Linked DNA regions of Sus scrofa: region 2 is linked to region 1. The links are chromatin contacts, called in public HiChIP or PLAC-seq maps. All regions are on one chromosome and are shown on one strand. Each heading gives the region's core, a stretch centred on a gene start, on an enhancer-like site or on the middle of the called end of the contact. The rest is flanking DNA. Distances are from core to core; before and after follow the strand shown. Region 1 holds the start of SMIM15 (small integral membrane protein 15). Region 2 holds the start of ZSWIM6 (zinc finger SWIM domain-containing protein 6).

Region 1 (6,816 bases), core at 4,114-6,613:
GAGCCAGGACAAGAACTCCCATATTTCATTTTTTAAAGTTATATTTGAGGCATTTACAAGTTTTTTTAAATAAAAATTTTTTATTCTTCTCTTCAAGACAAACTTCAAACCTATGTAGCTTTTTAAATTTCAAAAGTTCAAATGCTTATTTTGAAATAGTGTCATATATACCTTAAGTACACCTGCAGCATATGGAAGTTCCCAGGGTCAAATCAGAGCTACAGCTGCCTGCGCCACAGCCACAGCAACTCAGGATCTGAGCCACATCTGCAACCTACACCACAGCTCACCAGCAACACTGGATCCTCTACCCACTGAGTGAGGCCAGAGATTGAACCCCTATCTTCACAGATATTAGTCAGATTCGTTTCTGCTGTGCCACAATAGGACCTCCTTTTTCCAGTGAAAAATGGAACCACTTTAGTAGATAACTCTTAAGTTTTGTTTTAATCTCAGTCACAATATAAAAAGTATATCCTAGATCACCTGAATAACTAATTCATAAATACTGAATTATTTCAGTGCCTAGAGCTGCAATGTGTTGATTACACTAGCACTAGGAAAGTGCCAACCTTCCTCCTACTAGGAAAGTAGGAAGTAATAATAGTAAGTATTCTTCAAACCAGTCAATAAACATTTTCAGGGAGCCTTACTTTATTGTACTGGAGAAACATGCTCTCCACTTTTACAAGTACAGTTGACCCTTGAACAACATGGGTTTGAACTGTGTGGGTTCACTTATACACAGATTTTCTTGAGTAGTAAATACTTCGGTACATGATCCAGCATTGGTGGAATCTGGGGATGAGGAATTGTGCCTACAGAGGAAGCTTGGAACTGCAGATATGGACTTGTGTGTAGGAAGGAAATGTGTATATGGAGGGCCCACTATGAGTTATATGGGGACTTTTAACTTCAAAGGTCAGTATTCTAAGCCCCTGTTGTTCAAGGGGCAAATATCTGTATGCTTATCTATAAATGAAGTTTGTAGCCCTTTGAAAAAGCTTCTATAACATATCTAACTTGAATTACTGAATTATTATCACCCTCCCCCAAAAAACAAAGTCCAGAACCTCTTTATAAAAAAGTATCAAATTTATTTCAATATCTAGTTTCATTTTTAAATTAAAGCTATTGGACTAGTTTCTGTAATTTAAAATTCATTATCAGAGGTGAGGAAAACATTAATGAGCTATTAATTACCAACAGCTAATGAAATTATTAACCATGCATTTATAAAAACCATGTTAAGAAGTTCCAGTAATACTATTTAAAGGAAATAGCCTTTAGGCTCCTTCTCATTGTGACATAATTTACACCTTTTTACCCAAAAACTACTACGCTGAACAAAATTTTTCCAAATGTTAAATAAGCCTTTCTTTACCATTTATGAAATATGACTTAACTGTTATTCTTTAAAAATTCCTTCTAAGAAATTTGAAATATTAATTTTCACCATGAACCTGTTTGACCAAAACGTATAAGGCATCACTACCACATGAATTAAATTAACAAAGAATGGAAATAAAAACAAAAGTGTTATCTATATAATCAGCAAATTATCTGATCGGACTTTTTTTTTTGTCTTTTTAGGGTTGAACCTGCAGCATATGGAGGTTCCCAGGCTAAGGGTCCAATCAAAGCTGCAGCCACCAGCCTATGCCACAGCAACGAAGGATCCAAGCCACGTCTGCAACCTACACCACAGCTCACCGCAATGCCTTAACTCACTGAGAGAGGCCAGGGATTGAATCTGCATCCTCGTGGATGCTAGTCGGGTTCATTAACTGCTGGGCCATGATGGGAACTCCTGATCAGACATTTTAACTTCACATTTCTACTTAGCACAAGTGAGAATAAGCTGGTTCCAAGGTACTACCAAGTTTGGCCTTTTTACTGCAAGCTTTAAATCATAGTGTTACTCTACTCAACAAGTCACTTCTAAGAAAATGGCAGTGTTCATAAGTACAAAAATTGTTATATCCAGTAAGTGTTATACTACATAGTTAAGAGAATTCTGTATAAAATTAGATTTTTAAAAAATGCAGAATGTTTAATAATTACCAGTATCTCAAAAGCCAAAATGAAAAAAATGCAGAAAATAGAAATACTCATTGATTATTTTGCTCTAAGAAAGCCAGAAATGATTCTATTCCAAGAAATAAACAATTATGATAAAAGATGTAAGTAATATACTCTATCTCTTTTCAGCTAAAGCACACTTTTCATGTTAGGACAATTCTGATTTTTACATTTTTAACTTCCTTTGTCCAGAACAGGACCCCATTTTAAGCCATTATTTGAATAGAGTTCACGTTCTAAAGTCATTTTTATCCACAGGATGTTTTCATTTTAGTACTTAAACTGCAAAAAGACAAATGACTAAATACTTTGTAGCATAAATGCCAATTTACGATAACTGTCAAGAGACTTCCACACCAAAGCCTAAAAGTTGCTATAGTACAGGTGAGAACTAACATGATTCTTCCATATGCTCAGGCTTCGTTTACTAGATAATACTGTCATAAGGTCCAGAAAAGAAACCTTAGTGGTCCTTCCAGAGCTGCATAATTTTCCAAACGATTTTCCTCTAGTTGCAGAGCTTGTTCATTCCTTCAATCTTTTTTTAGTCGTTTAGCTTTTGCAATATTTTCTTGACGTTTTTGTTTCTTCTTTTGCTCCTTTTCCCTGGCCTCGATCATTTTGGCCAATTTCCAGGACAGTACAGCACTTGCTAGAAACAATGGAGTAAGGGCCAAAATAACTGTTGTAAGGAAGCCATATGGGTCCTTTGCAGCCCATTCCACAACATACTCAGCCCAAGCTTTTATATCAAACATCTTTGTAGCAGTCTTGAGAAAAGGAGGGTGGGGGAGGGGGACAACAAGAGAAAAGACTATATGGTTAATCACATTTTGAAAAAGTTAGACAGTTAACTCAAAATTCCATTATCACTCAACAGTTTTTTTGTTTTTAAAAAGTACCAATTAGTACTATTTTAATAAGAATTAATATTTCCAATAAGAAAAAATAATTCAACTAGGCAACCAGAAAAATGACACTTAAAAGATGTGACGGTATAGGAGGTACAAGTAAAAACCATGTGGAATCTGTCATAAGGACTATGCATTCTCACATGCCTCCTATATTCAAGACAAACTTAGCAGCAGAGTTTTATAAGAATCTAGAGTTTTATGTGCTCATTCCAAAAAACAGCTGAGTTCTGTTTGTCATTTTTTTTGACATAGTCCTAGTACTAATTAACAAAAGTACAATCTTATTAACAAAAGTACAATAATCAAATTTGGTGTATGCAAAGAACATATTAAGTACTAATTAACAAAAGCACAATCATCAAATTTGGTGTATGCAAGAACATATTAAATACTAATTAACAAAAGCACAATCATCAAATTTGGTGTATGCAAAGAACAAGGCACAGAGTATGTGAAATGCTTGGTGAAAGGGAGATAATGGATGGGTGTGACCAGGAATGAAACAAGAGAGTAAGAAAACCACAGAGGGAAAATAAAATAAAATAAAATATATTTCCTGGGCATTTCGAATATTACAATATGGAAAAAAAAAGAAAACCACAGAAATATCCATTCATATATAAAGAGATATAAGCAAAAGGTGTGACATGCTAGTTTATGACCTCTTTCAGCTTTAAGGACATGATTCAGTAAATGAGAACACATTTAATAAATGAAAAAATTACAGGTGCCATGCATTTTGTTCCATTTGGGGTTGGTAAGGAAGGATCATCTAGCAAATTCGGATGTTATGGATTTGAGTGACATTTTTCTCTTTTGCTTCAGAGGCTTTTCAGCCTTTCAGGTTTGTGTCATCTCTATTCAAAGTGTAGAATTAGAATATCTGGGTAGGAATGGGTGTGTATACAGTCAATTAAAATTTCACCTGGGATTAAAAAAATCATCTACCTTATGCTTGAATAGTAATTTTGTCCTGGGATTATCAGCCAATCACAATGTCAGGTGACCCTTAGTTGTCGTCTTTAGTTCTACCATACACTTAGGAGAGAAGGCTTAAATTCTATGTCCTGGTTGGGTTGAAAAGACTAGATAAAAGAAAAAAATTAAAGTCACATCTTTAAGGATAATTATAATTCTATACAACTTATAAATGACATGTAAAATTGCCTGGCACATTATATACATTTAATAGCTATTTCTAATTTAGAGAAAGAAATAATTACACAATTGCAAATGCCCTCTAAGAAAATCCTAATTACTAGAGATCAAATATTTTACTAAATTACTTATTTCAACAATAAAATTTTTTACTCATAAGATCAATAACATTTACTAAAACGTCAATTATTTGCTTACAGGGTTAGGTATACAATCGCAAAATCAAATACTGCCTTACTCTTTAAAGGTTTTTTTTTTTTTTTTTGTCTCTCTATTATACAATTTGTGTTCTTTATCAGAGATAAGTAAAGCAAATCACCCACAATCTCATCACCTAAATAAAACTACCATCGTTGGCTTTAATTATATCCTATCACAATTTCTCCGTATTTTCAACTGAAGACACATTAAAGTGACTAAGATACCGTCTTAGCTTCCCCTGCCCCCCAATTCGTCCGCTCCCACCTAAACTAGGCTCTACTGATATGTTTCTTTAGCTTCTCTAGCCCACTAATGAATTAACTAATGCAATACTCAGAAATAAGCAAAAGAACTCTGCAATAAAAGGAAAGCGGAAGTAAAAGACCTAGTTCTAGCAAAGTTTTAGCCATTATCACAGAGAAGAGTTACCGTCCACAGGACACGCAACTTCGGTGCCCCTCAATTTCGACACAAACGTCTGCTCCTCTACACTTTAAGGAATAAATATTACTCTTCTACCTTCCGAAAGGGGTCAACCGGACTTGCTCTCCGTACCAGACCCGCGCGGGGCCTAAAGATGCAACTGATGGCACCTCACTGCCGTCCGAACTTGTCTCCCTCGCTCACTCTTCCTGATCCAACCCGGCCGCCCGCCCCTGGGGCCAAGCTCACCCGACCCTCCGCCTCTGGGAGCGCGGGCCCAGCGGGGCTCGCAGAGCGGGCAGTCCGCGGGTATGCAGGGTCGTCCCCGCCACACCTCGCGTAGCGGGCGCACTATCCGCGACCGCTGGGCATGGGGGCAAGATCTCGGCAGCTGGCACCACCAGCCTCCTTACATCGTGCCCGGAACGTTGAGCTCCTAACCCTGCTCCCCACTCACCGCCAGGCCGGAAGCAGGAAGACGGAAGCGGCGGCTTTCCCGACCCGCCCACAGGCCGGCCTTCGCCTGGATCCGGCCTGAGGAAGTCGAGGGGCCAGTTTCCGGCTGCGCCATTGCTCTGTGGGTCCCAAGATCCGGACTTAGAGGACGCGGGGAGGGCGGGGCGGCGCCCGGCTTCCGGGTAGTGGCAGGTGAGGCCGCGTGGGGCCAGCGGCGGCTCCTTGCTGGTCTGTGGCTCTGGGCCCAAGACCCGAGCCTCCTACAGGGGCGGCCCCCTGCCTGAGGCGCGGGTGGGTTCCGACCTCCGAGAGCCGGTGTGGAAGCACTGAGGGGCCCCTACTTTTGCCCCCGAAGTCAGCGGGGCAACAGCCGCTCCCTTGCAGGAGCCGGGCCGTGGGCTGAGGGCCCCGGTGGGTGAGATCGGTGACCCCCGAAAACTCCGACCAAAGAGCTGCAGCAAGAAAGGAGTTGGTTCCCACAAACCGCCCAGAGTCAAGGTGAGGGTCACACAGCGACTCCTGAAGGATTCTAGCGAGTCCCTCTGGTTCACACTCCACCCTTTGCCCCTCTCATCTTCTAGTTGGACAATATTAAAGCCTCACATCGAGGAGACAAAGCAGCAGCCGGCCCTTGGTGGATCCACTGAACCTTCTTACTAAGGGAAAATGCAGCCATGCTGTGTAAAGAAGGGTTTTATTTTAAGAACCTCACTCATTTCACAAAAGAATGATCGATACTTGTCCAAAGTAAACTTGATAAATAGTTAAGCTGTCTGAGCATAGAGTTCCCACAGAGGTACTTGTTCTTACAATACACAAAGGGATGCAAAAGTAAACAAGCAGAGTAAGTTAATACTGTCTTCTAATCTACAGGAACTGAGAGATTAACTCTGGTTTGGTTAGTGATCAAATTTTGTGATCGCTTGCACTGAACTGCTCTGTTTGACTACTTCTTAAAATGTTGCAAGACCTCTTCACTCTTGTGTGCCAAATAAAGCAGGTTTTTATTCTTCAAAGACTATAGAATGTTCCCTTTGAGGAGCAAGCTGTAACATGTATAACTAGTTTAGGTATAACAACAGTAACTATTATTTACCAGGGAACAGTCTTTTGGCAAATAATCTAATGATCTAAAATACTGTTCGTTGGGCATATGTTAATGTTTGTATGTTGTATTAGCAGCAGTTGTTTTCTTAGTCATTCTTGTTTGAAAACTTGGATGATGGTTTCAAAGCTTGTGCTGCTTGGACCTAGCCTGTACCTGTAGTAGCCAGAAAAAGCAGACTCAGTCACTGGATTTTGTGTATTGAAAACTTGACTTGCTGCTGGTAATCTTACGTGATTTTTTTTTTTTAAAAACTTGCTCAAATAGTAATTCCAGAAGAGGATCATAATTTATTTTTAACGTCCTTCACTCCAGAGGCCAATATGTGTGTTATTTTAATTGTGGTTAGACAGTTTTCCTAATTACTGCCTTCCCAATAGTTTGCTCTGCTGCATCCCATATGAAATGCATAGGAGGGAGTTCCCGTCGTGGCGCAGTGGTTAACGAATCCAACTAGGAACCATGAGGTCTCAGTTC
Region 2 (7,539 bases), core at 261-2,760, 150 kb after region 1:
GTTCCTGGTTCAGCCTGGGACTCTCCGCTTCTACCCTGGCCCTGGCCCCAGCAAGCTGTGTCCTCTGTTCGCCCGCCCTGCACGCTGCCTTTACCCTGGAGGATGGGCCGCTCGGGGCGGCAGAGAGCGCGGCGCACATCCCGAGCGCCAGGGCTCCCCTCAGCCCGACGCCTGGGGCCGAGGCGTGCCAGATTCAAGTGCGCACCAAGCGCGCTCGCAGCCGCCGTCCGCTGCGGAGCAGCCGGGGCGCGCCGTCTGCAGTTGCTGGGCTGTGCGCTCGGGCCCGTAGGGTGTGTGTGTGTGTGTGTGCGCGCGCGCGCGCGCCCGCCCGTGGTGTCTGTACTCACAAAGGTGTGTTTGCTAAACCCACTGCCCCCGGGTGCCCTCCACTACGAGCCCGATCACTCTCAGGCATGGACTGGTGTATCCGCAGCGCGGCCGCGGGGGCGACAAGGGCCGGTTCAAGTTCCCCAGCTCCGCGCCGGCGAGCGGGCCGGCTTCCTCGCCCGCGGGGCTGAGGAAGCGCGAGGGCGGGGCGGCTGTGGCTGGCTCCGGACGCAAGTCGCACTGCTACTGGGCAGGTTCGGAGCGCTCTGCGCTTTATCGGACACTTTGGCAGGCTCAGGAGCCGAGACAGAGCGGACTTGGAGCTCGGGGCTGGGTGCACTGCAGCCACGAGGGGCAGCGGGGCTGGTGCTCTCCTCCTCCGCCTAGGTTTGCAAAAGTGAACTGGAAAACAGCCGCGGAACGCAGCCTCCTCCCTTTTCTCCGGCGCCGCAGCCTGGGCTGGGGGTGGGGGGAGTTCCTCCGGTCTGACTGGAGGGGAAGCGGGCGGCCGGGCAGCTTCAGCCGCACCTCCTCCGCCTTCCTCTCCACCCCGGTCCCCGGGGTTCCACGCCGCATTTCTTTGTTTTGAAAGCGCCTCCTCCGCCCAGAGGCTTTTCCCCCGGCGGGCAGGCTCTGATGGGGGGGTGGGGCATCGACCCGCCGGCCCCGCCCTCCATTTAGCTCGGACACCTCCTCCTTACTCACCTCCTATCTCCCCTTCCCTCCCCGCTGCGACCCACGAGGCGCGTCCTCACTTGCAGGACATCAAAGGATGGCAGGGAATTGGAGGGGTAAGTTGAGTAGGCTAGGGGCGCAAAGACCCACCCACCTTAGGCCAGGCCTGGCGGCCCGCCCCCTCCCGCGGGAACCCTGCCAGAGCCCCGCCCCTCCGCGTCACAGCAGCCTGACATTCTCACAACCCCACCGGCACCCAACCCCACCGCCCCCGCTACCCTGGTGTCCGCGGAGTGCTCTATTTATGTTTCAGCCCAGCGATTTGCATAGGGCCCGCCCCTGGCCCTAGGTCCCCCTATCGGTGCCCCGCCTCAGCCAGGACGTCATGGAGAAGGCCTCGCCTCTTGTGCCCATACAAGGAGCGGCGGGCCCTAGATGGCAGCGTGGCGTCGCGGCGGCGTGTGCGTGTCGCGCTTCCTTGTGCCGTTTATAGGGTCTCGGCACTTCCGCTGTCGGGTTAGAAGCGGCGCGGTCATGGCGGAGCGCGGACAGCAGCCTCCTCCCGCGAAACGGCTCTGCTGCCGGCCGGGCGGCGGCGGCGGCGGCGGCAGCGGCGGCGGGGCCAGCAGCGGCGGCGGAGGAGCGGGTGGCGGTTACAGCTCTGCCTGTCGGCCGGGCCCGCGGGCGGGCGGTGCGGCGGCAGCGGTGTGCGGGGGCGGCGCAGCGTTGGGGCTGCTGCCACCGGGCAAGACCCAGAGCCCCGAGTCGCTGCTGGACATCGCTGCGCGCAAGGTGGCTGAGAAGTGGCCGTTCCAGCGCGTGGAGGAGCGCTTTGAGCGCATCCCGGAGCCGGTGCAGCGCCGCATCGTCTACTGGTCCTTCCCCCGCAGCGAGCGGGAGATCTGCATGTACTCGTCCTTCAACACCGGCGGCGGCGCCGCGGGCGGCCCCGGCGACGACAGCGGCGGCCCCGGCGGCGGCGCGGGCGGCGCGGGCGGCGGCGGCTCCTCGTCCTCGCCGGCCGCCACCTCGGCCGCCGCCGCCGCCGCCGCTGCCGCCGCCGCCGGGGCCGGGGCCCCGTCGGTGGGGGCCGCCGGGTCGGCGGACGGCGGCGATGAGACACGGCTGCCCTTCCGCCGGGGCATCGCGCTGCTGGAAAGCGGCTGCGTCGACAACGTCCTGCAAGTCGGTGAGTCACGGGGCAGTCTGGGGGCCGTCTGTCCGTCGGTCAGTCCCTCAGGGGGGCGCCCGCCCCCTCCCCTCTGGGCAGCCCCTCAGCGCAGCGCGCGCCCGCACCCCGCCCGGTGCCCTCACCGGCCCGGACAGTCCTCCTGAGTGGAGCGCCCATTTCCTCCCCGCCCCTCCCCGCCCCCTGTCTCCCCGGACGGGCCAGCGCGAGTGGGAAATGAATCAGCAGGACGCGCCCCGCCGCGGGGTCGGCGGGGTGGGTGTCGGGTGCTCCCGGTCCCCTCCATTCCTCCCCCTCCTCCCCCGGAGCACGTCCTGGAGCCCTGCTCGCCTGTTTTGGGGGGTGAATGTGGACAAAGGCACCGGCGGACGGCCGGGCTCCGGCGGAGGGTGTGTGTGGCGGGGCCGTGCGGGGCGGGGGAGGGGGCGCGGGCCGCACAGACAATGCCGGCCGGTGCCGAGCGGGCGGCCGGGCCGAGCTCTATGCTCTCTCTCCTCTCTTTCCTTGTCTGTGGCTCGCTGAGCGTCTTTCTTTCTCCTCTCCCCCTCCCTCCCCGCCCCCTCGATTTGAGGGGAGGAAAATACATTTTAATGCCACTCGGCGGCCGCTCCTCTCAGGGCTTCGACGGGCTGGCGGCCGTGGCGCTCCAGGGGTCGCTGCGGCGTCTGGGCTGGCCCGGACGAGCTCCGCCGGTCGCCCCGGGATTTAAATGTCCTTCGCTCCGCGCCTTGCCCTGTGGGAGCTGCGCGGGCGGCGGGCTGGACGCCTCTCCTGAGGGATCTCTCCCGCCGAAGACGCCCCCCGAATTAAAGGGCGCGAGCCGGGCCGGGAGCGGCTGGCTCTTCCCCTTTCCGAGGCATGCCCGGGTTTCCTCCCGCCAGAGTTCTCTTTGCGCGAGGGGCCGGGGGTCGCGCTCCGTGCGAGCCGCGGGGAGCAGTGACGGCCCGGGGCTCGCGGCCGGCGGCTGCAGGAGCGCGAGGCGGAGGGGCTCCGAGGCTGCTCCCGCGTCCCGCCCGGAGCGACCGCCTGGCAGCCGGGCACGACCTCGCACTTTGTTCTCATTTTCAGGTTTATTTGTGTTCCTTTCAGTTTTCTGTCACCTCCGAAAAGGGGAAACCAAACAAAAGAGTCTCTATTTCTTTTCAGGGCTTGTAAAGTAGAAGATATTTGACAAAGGCGAGAGAAGGACTTGTGATTTAAAGCTGCACAGCCCTCCTTTCTCTGACAGACCATGAGAGTTTTCTCAAATACCGAGTTTTAAGAGCTTTCTCTGTTCTCCCCCCTCCCCCCACCTTCCAGTGTGTTTTTCTGGTCAATTTTTTTTTTTTTTTAAAGCTATAGTCATGGGTGTTTGAGCTGGACTGAAAAGAACAATGCTGTAGTGAAGCTCCCCTTTCCCCATATTTTTGTTCTAATTGCAAGCAGTGTATTTTCTACTCCCTCTCATATTGCTGTCTATTTAGATTGTGGTGGTGAACATTTTTCCTAATGAATGGGGCGAGATTTGCAAGCGTCACTGTCTCTGATTTTTAATTTAATCTTCTTTCCTTAGTCAGTTCCTTTTATCTTTCTTTTTGGGAGTCGGGTGGGGGTCTGGGTAGGGGCCCCAAGAGAGAATTAAGATTTGTTTTAATCCTGTCTGGTTAATTTGAATTCTAATGCAATCTGCAAATGTGATTTTCTGCATGGTCATTTATTTCTAAGGCAGCCCCCAGTGTTGCCTTTTCTAGGTGAGATACCCTTTCCTAAATCTAGAGGAGGATTTAACTTCTGAGGTTATCCATCCATCCATTTTTTAAAAAAATCTAATTAACATTCTTTCATGTTACACAGCGCATCACCGCCCCCCCCCCTTTCGTTTTCTGCCTGGTTGAAATGGATTGAAACACATCCATAGTTTCTCAGTATAACAAACTAGAGTTTGTGAGTTTTTATGGCTTGGCTGGCAGTGTTGAGTTTTTTTTTTTTTTTTTCTCCCTCCCTCTCTGTGCTTGACTCTGCTTGCAAGCAATGAGGAATGACAGAAGAGCACATAGGGAGGGTTTCTTGGCTGATTGCATTTAAGCCAGGAATTCACTGTGAAAATAAAGCCAAGGGACGATAAATAAAAGATGCAATCTTCTCTAGGAGACAGACACACAGCGTGGGCTTTGCCTGCTTTCATTGGTGAAGAGGCCTGGGTGAGTTGTAAAAGAAAATAGTAACTTTTTGAATAGTCCCCAGAGGGGAAGAAGGCCACTGAATGGAGTTGGCAGTGGTTGATATGAAGTAGTATGATGCTTCTCATATAGCTTGAAGGTTTACCGCCCGTTCAGAAACACTTACAGCTAAACAAGTGCTGTACATATTGTGGAAAATGTTCTTTTTTCCTCCTCTGAATTCTGGCAGTTTCCTTAACTTCCAAGTTGTATTACTTGTTGTGCCAGTCAGCTTAGAGATGGAAGGCTGTTGAATGCCTAGCAGCTGGCACTGTGAGATAGAAAATTTATGACCAGGACTTTTCTTGATGAAGAAGGGAGAGAGTGGCTAGATTAACCATCTAATTTAGCTCCAAGTGGTGGTTTGAATTGGAACTAATGTGAGGCTTATTTTATAATTTTGTGATTTGAGGTAGAACTCCATTTCACTTCATAACCTGAAATGGAAAAGGTCAGAATACTGTGTTGATAGCATCATAAGTAGTTTTCTAGTATTGCAAAAGTACAAGTTTGTACAGAAAGTATTCATTGACTTTTGTAGAGATTACTCAATTGCAGCTACAGACAGTCTAGTTGTTGGACTTTATTTTACAGTTGTACTGTTGAAGATTATTTAAGGATCAAGGGACAGAGCATTGGGACCTCCCAGAAATTAAACATACTTGCTTATTTTTCAACTCCTAGAGTTTAAGAAGAAATTTAAAGGAAAATAATTAAACCTTTGGTGTAGTGGTTGTAAGTAATATTTAATTGGTGCAGAACTGTTCATCACTTGATTATGGGAAGTTTTAGAGAAAGCATAGTTGGCTTATTTTTGTTAAATAAGGATATATTGTAAGGGAGTATCACTGAAGAACATGTAAATGTTATTGACAGCATTTAAGTAATGATTTAGAAGCCATATAAAAAATTTTCCCAAAAATTTTGCCTGGGAAAGAGCTTTCCTAAAGGAATTTGAAAATTGAATTATAAAGGAAAAAATGTATGTAAATTACTTGATTAAAAACAAAATTTCTGTAAGACTGAAAACATGATGAAGCTAGTTAAGCAATGAACTGGGGCAAATATTTGCAACTTGTTTGACCCAAGTGTGGCAGAGAACTCCTAAAAATTGTGGAAAAAGATGAATAACCTGGCAAAAAATGGGCAACAGACATCACAAAGAAATGCAAATCATTAAATGTGTTCATCTTTACTAAAAGAGACCCAAATAAAAATGACATGCCATTTTCATCTGCCACATTGGTGCATACTTAAGGGTAGACAGTACCCAGAATTGGTTGAGGAAGTGGGAAGATGAGATGCTGCATTCCCTGATGCTTGGTGCAGTATTTTTGGGTCAATTCTAGGAATTTATCCTATAGATACATGGATATTAGTGTACAAAGATGTTCAGTACAGTGAGCAGTGCTCATTTAAGTATGGTTTGCAATACTGAAAAGCTGGAATCGATCTAAATTTCCATTGGAAGGGGGCTGGTTATGAATACTCAGTGGAATACTAGGCAATCATGAAAAAATGGAAATGGGTTTTTATATACTGGCAAGAAGAGGTGACCAGCATATTTCATTTAAAAACAAGTCAACTGTTTATATAGTATACTGCAATTTCTGTTTAAAACAAAAAAAAAGATAGTCTTGCATATATGTGTATAAACATACCTTGAAAGGCTACCCAAAGTCATTGAAAAGTGACTATTGCTGGAGAAGGGCATTCAGATGATGGGGAAGGTTTTGGGGGAAATTTTACATTTCACTTTATTGTCTTAATGGTTGAATTTTTCTTAAAACTAGAAGCATATATTTTTGTAATAAAAATATTAGAAAATATCCTTTTTTTTTTTTTACAAAAATGTGTTTTTAACATTTATTTATTTTTTATTTTTACAGCTGAACCTATGCATATTGAGGTTCCTGCACTAGGGGCCAGATTGGAGCTACACCTCCTGCTTATGCCTCAGCCACAGCCTCACAGGGTCTGAGCTGCGTCTGCAAACTACCCTGCAGCTTTTGGCAATGCCAGATCCTTAACCCACTGAGTAAGGCCAGGGATTGAACCTACATCCTCACTGGCACTATCTTGGGTTCTCAACCCACTGAATGGGGCCAGGGATTGAACCTACCTCTTCGACAACACTATCTTGGGTTCTTAACCCACTGAGCCACAGCTGGAACTCCCTATTTTTATTTTAAATGTGTTTTATTTTTAAAATTATTATTATTATTTTTTGGTCTTTTTTTTTTTTAGGGCCGACCCTGGGGCATATGGAAGTTCCCAGGCTAGGGATAGAATCCAAGCCACATCTGTGACCTATGGCACAGCTGCAGCGACATGGGATCTTTAACCCACTGCGTTAGACCGGGGATCAAACTGGCAGTGCCACAGAGACAAGCTGGATCATTAACCAGCTGTGCCACAGCAGGAACTCAATCCTTTTGTTTTTAAGTAATGCATATTTTTTGTTTTCGGCTTTGTGTGTCTCTGTTCCCCCTTTGTGAAGATCTGGCATGCCCTCACATTTTTTTGTTTTGAAACACCGTTTCCTTATTTGTGACTAAATAATCATTTAAAGAAATGTCTAAACAAAAATTAGAAACTAGGGTCTTTTGTAGGAGAATGTGGGAACTAAGTTTTAAAAGGAGCTGCTTTTTGTGGGGGGGAGCTGATTACTTTTGGGAGAGAGGTTCTGTTAATACTTTGATAAACATTCCCTTGGTCTTTTAAGATTCATAACCTAAAATTCATGATTTAGAATTAGCAAGGCAATAAAAGGTGATCATTATTAGATTTAAGATGGTTAAAATTTTTTTTTTTTTTTTTTGTCTTTTTTGTTGTTGTTGTTGTTGTTGCTATTTCTTGGGCCGCTCCCGTGGCATATGGAGGTTCCCAGGCTAGGGGTCCAATCGGAGCTGTAGCCACCGGCCTACGCCAGAGCCGCAGCAACGCGGGATCCGAGCCGCGTCTGCAACCTACACCACAGCTCACGGCAACGCCGGATGGTTAACCCACTGAGCAAGGGCAGGGACCAAACCCGCAACCTCATGGTTCCTAGTCGGATTCGTTAACCACTGCGCCATGACGGGAACTCCTAAGATGGTTAAAATTTTAATCAGCTAATTTACTTTGGGCTAACTTGCTGGCCTTTGATTA

Evidence for each region. HiChIP or PLAC-seq counts read pairs in DNA pulled down with a chosen protein or histone mark.
Region 2: a contact with region 1 is called in an H3K27ac HiChIP or PLAC-seq map of alveolar macrophages. The contact joins the promoter of ZSWIM6 here to the promoter of SMIM15 in region 1. A contact is called at or near these places in 2 of 5 promoter capture datasets (fetal liver and liver), 13 of 47 Hi-C or Micro-C datasets (alveolar macrophages, embryonic fibroblasts, fetal heart ventricle and 7 more) and 2 of 2 datasets of contacts at active chromatin or transcription factors (alveolar macrophages and skeletal muscle).

The regions. Positions count from the first base shown.
Region 1 is chr16:39,953,279-39,960,094 of Sscrofa11.1, forward strand. SMIM15 (small integral membrane protein 15) reads right to left here and starts at 5,364. Exons shown (of 3, transcript XM_003133993.5): 1 at 5,236-5,364; 2 at 3,945-4,081; 3 at 1,077-2,852. The coding sequence starts at 2,840. The coding sequence ends at 2,616. LOC102161888 (a long non-coding RNA gene) reads left to right here and starts at 5,335. Exons shown (of 7, transcript XR_001301840.2): 1 at 5,335-5,732.
Region 2 is chr16:40,103,989-40,111,527 of Sscrofa11.1, forward strand. It overlaps ZSWIM6 (zinc finger SWIM domain-containing protein 6), which reads left to right and starts at 1,511. Exons shown (of 14, transcript XM_021076973.1): 1 at 1,511-2,191. The coding sequence starts at 1,537. It overlaps LOC110257311, which reads left to right and starts at 2,198. Exons shown (of 1, transcript XM_021076974.1): 1 at 2,198-7,539. The coding sequence starts at 2,635. The coding sequence ends at 3,351.